Regions from separate parts of the Zea mays genome. Here region 2 is linked to region 1. Evidence: chromatin contacts called from public Hi-C data. All regions are on one chromosome and are shown on one strand. The core of a region is the stretch at or near the end of the contact, and the rest is flanking DNA. Distances in the headings are between cores, read along the strand shown. Region 1 holds the start of LOC103635788 (Putative RING zinc finger domain superfamily protein). Region 2 holds the start of LOC100383661.

Region 1 (6,297 bases), core at 2,467-4,966:
TAAACATCCTAATTTATTGGCATCAATGTCATGTCCTATAATAAGACCCTATTGAAACAAGAACACGATCATGTATGATTTCAACCATTTTGATACACTTTTCCCTAACATACAAGACAAACAAGCAATGACACATAGCTACCGGTAGTAGAAACAACGCCCTAGTAATATAGTAGCAGTAGATCAAACACTACCCACGATTCCTAGGACCCTAAAACATTCGAAAAGTAAGTGCTTGTAGTTGTGAATCAAACACTACCCATGATTCCTAGGGATCTAACTAAAAGGCTAAAATGCCTAAAATCAAACAGAGGAATCACAAAAATCAAACAAAGGTCGTGCTTGGGGTAGATGTCGCCGCCCTTGCCCTCGTCGTCCTTGAGCAAGTTGTCTATGTAGATTTGCTGGCCCAGCTAGTCGGGCCACAACTCCATGATGCACCCGGAGTCCGCTTCCCTGATCATGGCCACCTTGCCAGGGCATGGAAGTCGAAGGGCGTGTCGGGGACGGGAGTGACCACACCCGATGAGGGTGACGAGTCATGATCGAAAACCATTTTCGATCCATCGCTTAATAGCGACGTCTAGCAGCATAATTGAATCATGTATACACATGAAGATCATATTTGGAGAATCTTAATGCCTGTAGGGGTGTTTGAACGATGTGGAGGTTGATTGCTGAGCAAGTTGGTGTATGTTTCTAAGTTGGACTCCATTTCATATTTATATTGTAATAGAGAGTGGGGGCTACAATATAAAGGAAAACAATCGAATTGGAGAGGTGTGTGAATGAACCGAAACACACTCTATTTATAGGATGGATTCTCTGATTTCTTTAATAAATATAGATTTTTTGAACTTCAAACTATCAAAACGATGCAGATCAATCAGAAGATGAGATGTGACAATAGGTGCATGTCAATAACAACCAGTTTTCCGATGCAGTTGTTGATCTAGCTCTAACGTGGCCGATAAAAACCGAATTGACCGACCAATCGGTAGATCCACAGACGACCGTTGAGACCGTACGAATCGATATCGCCCACCGACCAAGCCATGTTAGCAACCGGGACCGACCCGGTTGAATCAGGCAATGACATATCTCAATTAAGATCATTGCATTTTCTAAGCTAAGGTAAACTTTGTCATACCACATCTCAATCATACATCACTAAATCGACGTGGGATTATTTTTGGAGGGAGATCAGTGATTAAGATATTGCTATGAGAAAGGCTAAGAGATAATAGGATATGTGAAAATAACCTATATTAATTTAGTGACGTATGGTTAATATATGGTATGATAAAATTTGTCCTAGATTGGAAAAATTGAGGATATAGATGCCTCAACTAAACCGTAGAATTTCAACAACAATATCATAGTTTCTCGTTGATTAAAGTGCACTTTCAATCTTTAAACTTATTTGATTGTGTTGATTCAGTCTATAAATTTTTAAAGTATGTCTTTTAAGGGCTCAGTCTCTGTCTGGGTCTCTATTACGTCCTAACGAGTGGGTGTGACCTACATGTAGTTGTCGTGGTCTATTAGACCATGTCCACCATTCTCTTTCCTTCTTCGACGACTGACATGTGGGCCACAACAACCCATTAGGACGTAATAGAGACCTAAACAGAAATTAGACCCTTAGAAGACATACTTTAAAAGTTTATGGGCATGTTTGGTTGCATGCCTAAGTGCCAAAAAATACCACATATTTTTTTTCCACACTTGTCTAAGGTTAAGCGCTTAAATTCTGCGCCACACCTTAGGCATGTCTAAGGGAATTTTGCCACACTTTATGAGTCATTGACGAGCGAGACCTACATAGAAAGAGAAAATTTTTGCCACAACTGTGACTACAAACCAAATGCACGCTTAACTCGGTTAAACCTATCTCACTTTAGACGTGGCAACGAACTAAACATGCCCTACGAATTGAGTTCACACAACTAGACAAGGTTAAGGATCCAGAGTGCAATTTAGGGGGTGTTTGTTTGGAATTATAATCTATCCATATTATATAATCCAACAACTTTTGAACTAAGCGTTAGTTTAAAAGTTGTTGGATTATATAACCTGAACAGATTATAATCTCAAACATGGAAACAACGTATTTTTAGAGTTTTGAGCCAAAACTATGATATTGGAGAATACCATAGTTTTTTTTGCCAATAGGTGTTTGATTGCATTGTAATTTTTTTTTGTTTTGAATACCATGGTTTTGTGATACCATAGTATTTTTTGGAGTATTGAAAACTGAAAGTCGCCTAGAGGGGGGGGGTGAATATGGCGAATCTGAATTTTAACAACTTAAGCACAACTACAAGCCGGGTTAGCGTTAGAAATATAAATGAGTCTGAGAGAGAGGGCGCAAAACAAAACGTGAGCAAATAAAGAGTGAGACACGATGATTTGTTTTACCGAGGTTCGGTTCTTGCAAACCTACTCCCCGTTGAGGTGGTCACAAAGACCGAGTCTCTTTCAACCCTTTCCCTCTCTCAAACGGTCACCTAGACCGAGTGAGCTTCTCTTCTCAATCAATCGAAACACAAAGTTCCCGCAAGGACCACCACACAATTGGTGTCTCTTGCCTCGATTACAAATGAGTTTGATCGCAAGAAGAATAAGAAAGAAAAGAAGCGATCCAAGCGCAAGAGCTCAAAAAGAATACAACGAATCACTCTCTCTAATAACTAAAGCTTTGTGTGGAGTTGGGAGAGGATTTGATCTTTTTGGTGTGTCTTGTATTGAATGCTAGAGCTCTTGTAAGTAGTTGGAAGGTGGAATACTTGGATGACTTGAATGTGTGGGTGGTTGGGGTATTTATAGCCTCAACCATCAAATTTGACCGTTGGTGGAAGCAGCTGTCGACGGGCGCACCGGACAGTCCGGTGCGCCACCGAACACTGTCCAGTGCGCCAGCCACGTCACCTGGCCGTTGGGTTCCGACCGTTGGAGCTCTGACTTGTGGGCCTGCCTGGCTGTCCGGTGGTGCACCGGACAGGCCCTGTAGGCTGTCTGGTGTGCCACCCGCGCGTGCTCTGCTCCTCTGCGCGCGCAGGAGCGCATTTAATGTGTTGCAGTCGACCGTTGCACGCGAAGTAGCCGTTGCTCCGCTGTCACACCGGACAGTCCGGTGTGCACCGGACACTGCGGTGAATTATAGCGGAGCGGATTCCCGAAGCTGGCGAGTTCAGAGTTGCTCTCTCTTGGGGCACCGGACACTGTCCGATGGTGCACCGGACAGTCCGGTGAATTATAGCGGAGCTCCTCTGAAAATTCCCGAAGGTGAAGAGTTGGGCGTCGAGTTCCCTGGTGCACCAGACACTGTCCGGTGGCACACCGGACAGTCCGGTACGCCAGACCAGGGTGCCTTCCGGGTTGTCTTTTGCTCTCTTGCTTGAACCCTTTTCTTGGTCTTTTTATTGGCTTATTGTGAACCTTTGGCACCTGTAGAACTTATAGACTAGAACAAACTAGTTAGTCCAATTATTTGTGTTGGGCAATTCAACCACCAAAATCAATTAAAAAATAGGTGTAAGCCTAATTCCCTTTCAAAAACTTCACTCCAACCCAAAGTTTTTTTATCTATGACTGGACTTTGCATATATATACTAAATACTATGGTTTAAGATTCTCTGTCTTCAAATATATAGTGCTAAAAGTAATATAAAAATACTGTAGTTATATCATGACATTTTAAAATCATATTATTCCAAAGTCTTTCTTGATACTAGAAGTTATATCCGTCCCACCCCTCTCTCTTTCTCTTTCTCCCTCTCTCTCCGTGTGACAGCATTCCCAATTCCTCACCCTCACCGCCGCCGCCGCGTCGCCGCCCTCGCAGCCACCAACTCCACCGAATCTGAAGCCATAGCTGCCGACTGCGGCCGCCTCGAGGAGCGGTGCCCCCTATGCGCCGAACTCCAGCGGTTTCTTTAGCCTGTTCGCGCGGGCCCCGCGCCGGGGCCTGCCATGGTGGGGCGGAGCTAGGAAGGCGTGAGCTTCGCGACCGCGCCGGCGGAGGAAGAGGTGTGATAGCGCGCTACAATTAAGGCGGGCGTCTCGCCCGCCGGATGGCCGCCGATGACGCGGCGCGGAGCAGCAGACGGATGGATCTGAACCTCTACCTCGGTCTCCCCCGGGCCCCGCGCGCCCCACGCCCCGATCTCGGCTCCGACCTCGCGCTGGGCACTCCGATGCTGTCTTCGTCGTCTCCCTCGTCCTCGGCCGCCTCCGCGGACGCGCCGCCGCTGGAGACGGATCCACTCCACCCGCCCTACTCGCCGTCCCGCGCCGAACTGGTGCGCCCGCCGACCCCGGTGCACGAGCCCTACAGCCCGTTCGCGCCCGAGGCGCATCCCCCCTATGTGCCTCCGCCACCACTGCCGGTTCCAGGGGCTTTACCTGTGCTCGCTGATGAGCTTGAGTTTGGTTTTTCCGACGCGCAACTCGGTCTGGTCGAGCGTTTAGACCGGCCTTCGTCGTCGACCGCATCTTCTTCATTCCGCCCGGATCGTGCCGAGCGCTACCGCCGCTTGATGTCCTTGGGCGGATCTAGGTACTTCCGGCCAAGACGGTTCCGCTCCGACCTTCCACCTCTAAGCTCAGAGGCCCCTAGTCTGGAGAATGATGCTGCAGTGCAACCACCTGAACCCGAAGAACCTGTCCATGATACTGTGGAGGAGAACAAGGTGGCTGCTGAGGGTGCAGTTGTGGGTGTCTCAGAGGACGATGGAACAGAGCATGGTAAGAGTACCGCAATGTTCGAGTGTAATATCTGTTTTGAAATGGCTGATGAACCAGTGGTTACCTCCTGTGGCCACCTCTTCTGCTGGCCTTGTTTATATCAGTGGTTGCATGTCCACTCCAGCCATAAGGAATGCCCTGTCTGCAAAGGAGAGGTTACTGAAGGGAACATTACTCCTATCTATGGGAGAGGGAATTCAGGTTCGGCTATGGAGAAGGTCGCAGAGGATGGTAACGCATCTGGCCCCAAGATTCCACCAAGGCCACATGGGAATCGGCTAGAGAGCTTCCGGCAGCAGTTCCACCATTTGCGACCCATATCTAGACGGCTTGGTGAGGCACATGGTTTTTTGTCTACGTGGAGGCGCATTTTTGATCAGCACTTAGCGAATAGCATGAGTAGATTTGAAGGGACTCCTGAACTATCTGTTTCGGAAACTGCTCAGCATGCAAGCCGTCTTGGCCGAATGACTACTAGGTTGAGAGCGAGGAGGTTGCAAAGGGAAGCGGAAAACCCTACACCCATTGTTTCATCTGCACCAGATAGTGGGCAGCCTAGAAACAATACACCCGATCTGCCAAGGCGCTCTTCAAGCCCATTTCCCTCAGAAGGGATGGATTTGTTGCGACAGATTGCCTTCGCTGGTCTTGAAGACTCAGAGAGGTTTGCGACTGCTGTCAGTGAACTTAGGCGAATCGCTAGGCCAAGCCACTACGGGGCATCAACTTCATCAAACCCACCAAATCCTGAGCCTATTGATGGAACTCATATTGCCATGGCACTGGCTGCAGATCAAGCTTCTAATTCGAGCACCATGGCTGTCATTCAGGAAGATGCAGCTTTTGCTGAAAGTGCTGGAGAACCTAGTAATGCCGGGTCTTCAAGATCCCTGAGAAGAAGAAGAGGAAGTGGTGCCTTAGGTTCTTTGGATGTGGATGGTGGGGACCTACATCAGAATAAGAGAAGGCGTCTGAACTAAGCTGAAGACAGCTAAAATCAAGCCAGCAGGTTGCAGCGATATTCTAATTTGCTCGGTGTGCTCTTCTCAGTTAAGCAATGTTCTAATGAAGCTAGTAGGTAATATCTGCTGTGTGGTATGAAGTTGTTTCTCTGGTACTAGTTTACTAGGCAGCTCCTGGTTCGTTGCCTTAATTCCTTCCGGCCTGTTCAATTTATGCGATCACTCAAGACATGTATACTGCGGAAACCTGGTGGTTGTCATCAGATGTATTTTCCTTGATAGTAAATTGTATGTGCAGATCTGTAATTTTCTTCATAGTAAATTGTATGTGCAAATCTGTACTCAGTGAATTTGGTCTCTAGCTGAGAAATAACACATGAGCGGACACCAGGGCTTATTTGTGGATAGCTTCTGATTCCACCGAAATCATACATATTTTTGCCCTGTTGCTCTCTGCAGCTGCTTGATGGCTAACCTTACCAGGCAATGGGGTACGCTGGTTGCAGCATTGTCGGTCTTTCATTTTCCCTTCTCATGCTCACTTCTGTAGTCTGTTTGTTTGAATTATCTTTGTTACCCTACAAGT
Region 2 (6,749 bases), core at 419-2,918, 660 kb after region 1:
TGCCATGCCCATGCATGATGTCGAGCTGGCATGGCTCTGTACGTGGTCTGTATTGCAGAATGTTTCTACCAATGCCATAGTATAGTATACTTCTATGGCCGCAGAAATACGAGGACAGGTTGATGGCGGATCCTAAGCTCCTCCAGTCCCGGCCAAACAGGGCGACAGAGGCGGCACAGTCTTGCGTCGTCAGAGAAGCAGATCTCTATGCCTACTCTCTACTATTCATTGCTCCCTGCATGACCGCGTCCGTGAGGCGACGAGGAATGGATGGCCGGCCCTATGGATTGTAACCGGAAGGGTTTTACAGTCAACAAGAGTAGCTCCTTGCATTCCCAGGATTTTGTAACCGCCGCCTCATTTTTCCAGTGTCCTGTACCATCAATGTGCTCGCAAGTTACTGCCTAACTACCGAGTGCTATTTTTTTTATTAGATTTAGATTTTGATCGTGGCAAGACGGCGGACACACACGTCGCAGCCGGATCGAGCGAGGGAGAGCATTTCCGTGGCTTCAAAAAGAAATACGAATCAGGACCCTAAATTTTCACACTATAAAGGAGATAGAAAAATTTAGCGATGGACACACAGGTCGCGGCCTCGCGGGCGCGACGGCGAGGGAAGGGGTCGGCGGGGATGCAGGAGCTAGGGAGAAGGGAAGCCTTGGGGGGCGATGGGATTGTGGGCGAGGGATGATTACGTGTTAAGTCTGGATGCAATTTGTTTAGTGAATATAGTGAATGTTATATGTGTAATGGTGATATAGTTGGAGTCTACTAGATTGTATTGTATAGTGGTAAAGATTATTAGGCTATACGGAATGAAGTGATGATAGATCAACTTATTCTAGTTCACCAACCAAATAAGAATATAGAGTAAGAAGACGATGAACTACCTTAATCCTTAAACCAAAGACGTTGTAACCTTGTGTCATGTGAAATCTCCTTTTTGCGTGTATAGCCACATATGGAATGAAAGTGGATTCGGTAGCAATTTTAAAACATGAGGGCAATTCCCCCCTATGATATCATCTGTGGGCTAGTTTGGCAACTTTTTTTCCAGAAAATTTCTATTTTTTCAAAAGAAAGTAGTTCATTTTTATATAAAAAAAAATAGAACTTATTTATAAAAATAGAGTTGTCAAATTAACCCTAAAAGGAAAAAACAAAATCTCCAAGCAACATTTTCCTGGATTATTATCACGTAGTTCTGGCCATTTTATCATCCAGACACGGCGGGCGTGATCCACGGATCAGCCCATGAACCCCGGGCCAGGTCCCCCAATCCAGCCCTACAGGTTACGCGTTCACGAGTCACGACCGGCAGCCACCAGCCCACCAACCCAATGGCAGACACCGAACAGACCCGCAGCACTCACTGACAATGGCCCACCCACCGGTTGCCCCCACCTCGTCAGTCTCGTTAGCGTCGCAGGCCCTACGGGCCGTGGGCACGGGTGAAAACTGCTGTCATTTCGAGTTTTATTTTATCCGAACACCCACCAGAGCACGGTCGCACCACTGCCCCTGCCTTTTCGTCACAAGCGCACTGCGCACCTACGCTCGGCGTCACCAAGCAGGCAAGGCGACTAGTATTACTTTCTTTACGTTCCCCACGGCGCCGCGCTCCCCACCCCGGCATCCGCACGCTGCCGCTACGGAGTACGGACAGCCAGAGCCGAAAAACCGCAGCAGCGCTTACAGTCACGGGCGCCCACCTGGGCAGGACAGGAGTACAGGACACTGCCATTGCCCTTCCCCGCCGCGCCCCCCCCCCCCAAGACCCCAGTACTCCACTAACACTCATCAGCGCGCCGCGGGGCGCGGGCGGACGTGCGGCGCTCCTCGGACGGCCGCGATGGCGGAAGTGGCGGCGCGGCGCGCCGTCGGCGTCCCAGCAGGGGGCGGCGGCGACCAGGCGAACCTTGCGGCGGTGGCGGCGGCTATGCGGGGGCGCGGCGAGGTGGACACGTCGTCGCCGTTCCAGTCAGTGCGCCAGGCCGTCGACCTGTTCGGCGGCGGGGCTGCCGCCGTCTCCCAGTGGCGCCACCCGCAGGCTCCGCCGCGCGTCCACCTCCGCCCAGAGGTCAGTCAACCGGAGCGCGGGCGCCTTTTGCTTGCGGCTTTAGTTTATGCGACGCGCGGCAGGGGCAGGGGCAGTGGCCTCCCGCTTTTCTCAAAGAGGAGCAGGGTGGCGGTGGCGGCGGCGGCGGCATGATTGCCAGCGCACCGCTTTCTCAGCCAATACCTCCTTTTTCAAAGCGCCTTGGCATCTCTTGATCAATTTAGTTTGAGATCGGCCGTGCCTCTACGGGTTTGAAGGGGGTAGCAATTCGTAAACGCGAGGGTTTTACTTCCAGTTTGCTCTCTGGTACTGGCAACCCTGGTCGTAACAGCTGTGATTAGGTGTCTGGTTTTAATTTGGGGAGGGAGGGCAGGCAGAACTAAGCAGCATTCTTTTCGAGTTTCGGCGAAGTGGTTGGCGTCATTGCTGCTGCGGGTGATTGTGACAGGCCACTGTGGGACTTCGGCTCGGCATCAATCTGGAGCCGAAAGGAACCAAATGAATGATGGCATTTACTAGTAGCTAGTAGTATGCTGGGTGTCCTCTTCGGTCCGACATTGCGAGGAATAGAGGTCCACTATTAGATCTCGACGCTGTTGGGTTGTGACTTGGTATGAGCAGTTTTACCAGCCTCTCGCCTTGACTGTTTCACACACTTTACAAGTTACAAGCACTTCCAGATGAAACATAGTGCACTATAACATGATGTAAATGCAGTAGTACAACATTACAGCTGACTAGCAAGGATGAACTTGCTGTCAAGACATGACTAATTTGATTGGAGTCCTGGTTTGTCGCTACTTGGAAGAAGTTATGCTTTTAACGTCTTATTACTCCAGGTGACAACTAAGTAAACTATTTGCATTTTATCTAGACTGCTGTTGTTATGGCATTTGATACAGGTCCTAGTAATACAGTACAGGAAGTGATGCCGACAATTTTGGCATTAACCAAACATGTGTGTGAGGCATCCAAGGATACACTTAGTCTTAGATAGGATGTTGGGGGCTGTACTGTATTACTAGCTGGTCCTGTAGATTTAATATGTGAATCAGGAGGAGATTGAATAATCGCATTTCAATGTTTCTTTAGAAGTCTTTCAGTGTAGCATGTTGCCAATGTTTTTCAGTAATTTCTCCCAAGTATACTTTTTTTTTATGAATTGCACGGTTAGGATTGACGAAGTAATCTGGAAATTTAAGTTAGAATTACGGGTTGTCGTTGTTTCCAAAAAAAAATTATATTCTGTTTGATGTTTGGTTCACTATTGGTTGCCATGTTATTCAGAATATATAAGGAGATTTCAGTAAGAACTTTATTCTTTACCTTTGCATCAGATGCCCAATTTTGTAGATACTTTGGACATATTTCTTCAAAGAAAGTTTTCTCCCTCTATGCATTTGTCTGTACCCTGTAAAGTTCATTTCTGTTCTTCATTCATAAATAAAATCTGTATTCTTACTCTGTTCATGGACACCACCGTTTATTTCAGGAAGAAGAACTTATGAAAGTTGAGGAACAAACAGTGAAGCTGGAGATGGAACTGTTCGTTAAGGAAAAGGAAACATTTAAGGTCTTGAAGGAACTACAGGAAACAAAGCAGGTTATAGATGGCTTGAAAATACAAATAGAGAAGGTAACATGGGAGGACACAAATGCTGCAAAAGGCCATGCTGATACAGGGATGGTACATCCACTTCCTGCTGTCGAACAAAATACCGAGCCACCAGTCCAGAGCGCAAAAGGTACACAGTCCCCACTAACCACGTTGATCAAGCTCAATCAGGCAAAAGCATTCCTTAACACGGATACCGTCAACATGCTAAAGAGCCAGATACAGAAGGAGAAAGGCTCGCTTGAGAAAACCCGCGAAAGGTTACAATTCAACCTGGGGAAGGCTTCATCGTTAGAAGCAGATTTGACGAAAACTGTCGCACGGCTGCAAGCAGCAAAAGCTCCACAGCCTGTCCTTGAGCCTTCTGAAATCTGGTTGCAGATGAAGCACCTGAATGCTGACAAGGCGAGGCACAAGAAGGCGTCAGAGGATTTGAGGAACGAGATCTGTGAGCTGACAGCTGCAATCGAGCACACGAGGTCTAAGACGAAGACTCTGCAGTTCAGAATCCTCATGGCTGAGAAACTGAAGGAAGCTTCCCAACGTGGAGAATCTGTTGCTCTTGCAGAGATGGAAAAACTGAGCAACGGGCGGGACCCGAACGGCAGTACTTCTGATGCTGTCACACTCTCCGTTGAGGAGCACTCCACGCTCGTGCTCAAAGCGCAAGAAGCGGATGGTGCCGCCAGGAAGAAAGTGGACGCGGCAATGCAAGGGCTCGATCAAGCAAACCGGTGTAAGCTCGAACTCTTGGAAAGAGTAGAGGAAGCAATGGCGGCTGTCGAGACGAGCAGGAAGGCTCTGGAGGAGGCCCAGAGGAGGGAGGAGTCAGAGACCAAGGCAAAGCTAGTAGCCGAAGAGACGCTCCGAAAGCTGCGGTCGGACCAAATAATCCAGAACTGGCGCCCGACCAACAGCAGCTCCGTAAAATTCAAGAACACGGCGCTGCTGGCGCCCCGGAGAGCAGCAGCGGGCGCTGGGATATACGACGTGAACGGCCTGAGCCTGGTGGCCGCCGGGCCGAACAGCGTGAAGACGGTGTCCATCGGGCAGATCCTGAGCATGAAGCTGGACCGCGAGCTCGAGATGACGAGGACGACCACGACGAGCGCGAGGAAGAAGAAGGTCTCTCTCGGGCAGATCCTGAGCCAGAAGTACGAGATGTTCTCCCCGCTGCGGATCGACCACGACTGTGCCTCGCACAGGCAGTTCCAGCAGCCGAGGAGGAAGAGGATGGGCTTCGTCGTGTACGCGCTGCTGCTCGCGCGGCAGAGGCATAGGAGGCGGAAGGCTGCCTCCTGCACTCGTGGTGGCTTGAGCTAGCTAGCTAGTTTGGATGGTCGGTGGGTGCTCAGCCGCGTCGTAGTCGTTTATATGCTTTTATTAAGAGATAAGCGATCGGAATAATCGTTATATTTGTAATATAGCTAGTTCTATGAACAAAAAGTTGGTATTTTTAGCAGCTACTCGCCTTGCTCTGGCCACGTTGATTCGGGATGATTTCGGACCCGTCGTCTCGTCTCATGCCATAGGGCTCTCTTTCTGCATATCCCGAGACCATGGCGGGCGCTATTCATCGGCAAAGCTCCTGCGCACGGCAGCGATTGTGTGTCCGCGTGCACGGCGTTCAACCACTCGTTCACCACCCCCACCCCACAAGTAATACAGACGCCACATCGCGAACCAAATTTACTGATCTCTAAAATAGAGTTTACATAAAAAGGTTAGACTAAACGGAACAGAATTATTTTACTTTCATCAACTACCATAAAAAGTTAATTTTGTTCTTATTTAACTATAAAATCAGATGTAACTCCTGTTTTATTTTATTAAAACTGGACATGTGACCCTCCTAACTATTTTCGTTAGTGTTTTTCTCTTTTTATTTATTTATTTTAGTCAAATCTTTAGAAACTGTAGTAAATCCTAGAAAAATAATAAGATAGAAATTTTAATTTTATTGAACTATACATGAGTAAACATATGATACGATATGTTTAGTATAAAATGTTTATTATAGCTTTAGATATATGATTTTTTGCAATCAATCCATAGCTACGGTTTCAATGAATAAATTATGATGATTTTTTATGGTAAACTAATCATTGCATGCTCAAGCTATAATAAAAAAAAATTATACTCATTGAAATATATATGATTGGGACATGATACAGTGGCCTCACTGTTTTGGGCTCTGCATGTGTAAATTTTTATGTTAAAATTTATGATAGTTTTAAGTTTTTGGGTGCATGTTTAGATATATTTTCTGTAAATAATTTGTACATATATTTTTTCGTGGTCTAAGTGTGGTCGTTTTTTATGACGGGCCAAGTATTGCATAACTATGTCTGATTTTATTTTAGACATGAGGGAAGAAGTAAGTCTGATTGTGTAATTGAGGGAGAGAAAAAACTGTAGTGAAATAGACTTTTCCTTTCTCTAAGGGGTGTTTGTCACTGCTCTGGGTTCGAGCTTTGTCGTGAATAGGTCTGGAAACGAGCTGAGCCAAGATCGCCTCGGCTCGACTCGGTGCAGCTCGGTGGCTGACCGAGCTCGGCTCGGCTCGGTCATTTCACGAGCTAAGGAACCAGGCTCGGCTCGAAGGCGGCTCGCGAGCCGGCTCAGCTCGGCTCGCGAGCCACACCCTGATATTATATAATTATATTATATAGTGAATTATTAGTATATAAATATGAATTATATATATATAATTCATATTATGAGGAATCTAAATTATTAATTGTCATATATCTATCATGAAACGTTAAGAAACAAATTGACAACCTATAAAATTAGCCAATATCCATCAGTATTATACATATTAAGTAATTTTTACACAGCTCGCGAGCCGGCTCGGCTCGACTTGCTCGAGAGAGCCGCTCCGAACTCGAGCCGGCTCGCGAGCCTCAAGCTTATTTTCCAGCCCTAGTCGTGAAGATGCGGCGTATAACATACTTTTAAACAGTTTAAGTTTTTTTAATCTAAATAAGAAACAAAATGAGTTATCTAAATGTTTTTAAAAGTTTGTAATTTCAGCTTTACGATTTTCTAAAACTCTTAATGACATGCTTC

What was found. Hi-C and Micro-C count contacts between places; a contact is called where the count stands out from the background.
Region 2: a Hi-C map of ear shows a contact between it and region 1, with 1.6 times the contacts expected there. The contact joins the promoter of LOC100383661 here to the promoter of LOC103635788 in region 1. A contact is called at or near these places in 2 of 25 Hi-C or Micro-C datasets (ear and tassel).

What each region holds. Positions count from the first base shown.
Region 1 is chr8:120,900,355-120,906,651 of Zm-B73-REFERENCE-NAM-5.0, forward strand. LOC103635788 (Putative RING zinc finger domain superfamily protein) reads left to right here and starts at 3,717. Exons shown (of 1, transcript XM_008658163.4): 1 at 3,717-6,142. The coding sequence starts at 4,077. The coding sequence ends at 5,729.
Region 2 is chr8:121,559,551-121,566,299 of Zm-B73-REFERENCE-NAM-5.0, forward strand. LOC100383661 reads left to right here and starts at 1,669. Exons shown (of 2, transcript NM_001176305.1): 1 at 1,669-2,083; 2 at 3,555-5,142. The coding sequence starts at 1,856. The coding sequence ends at 5,000.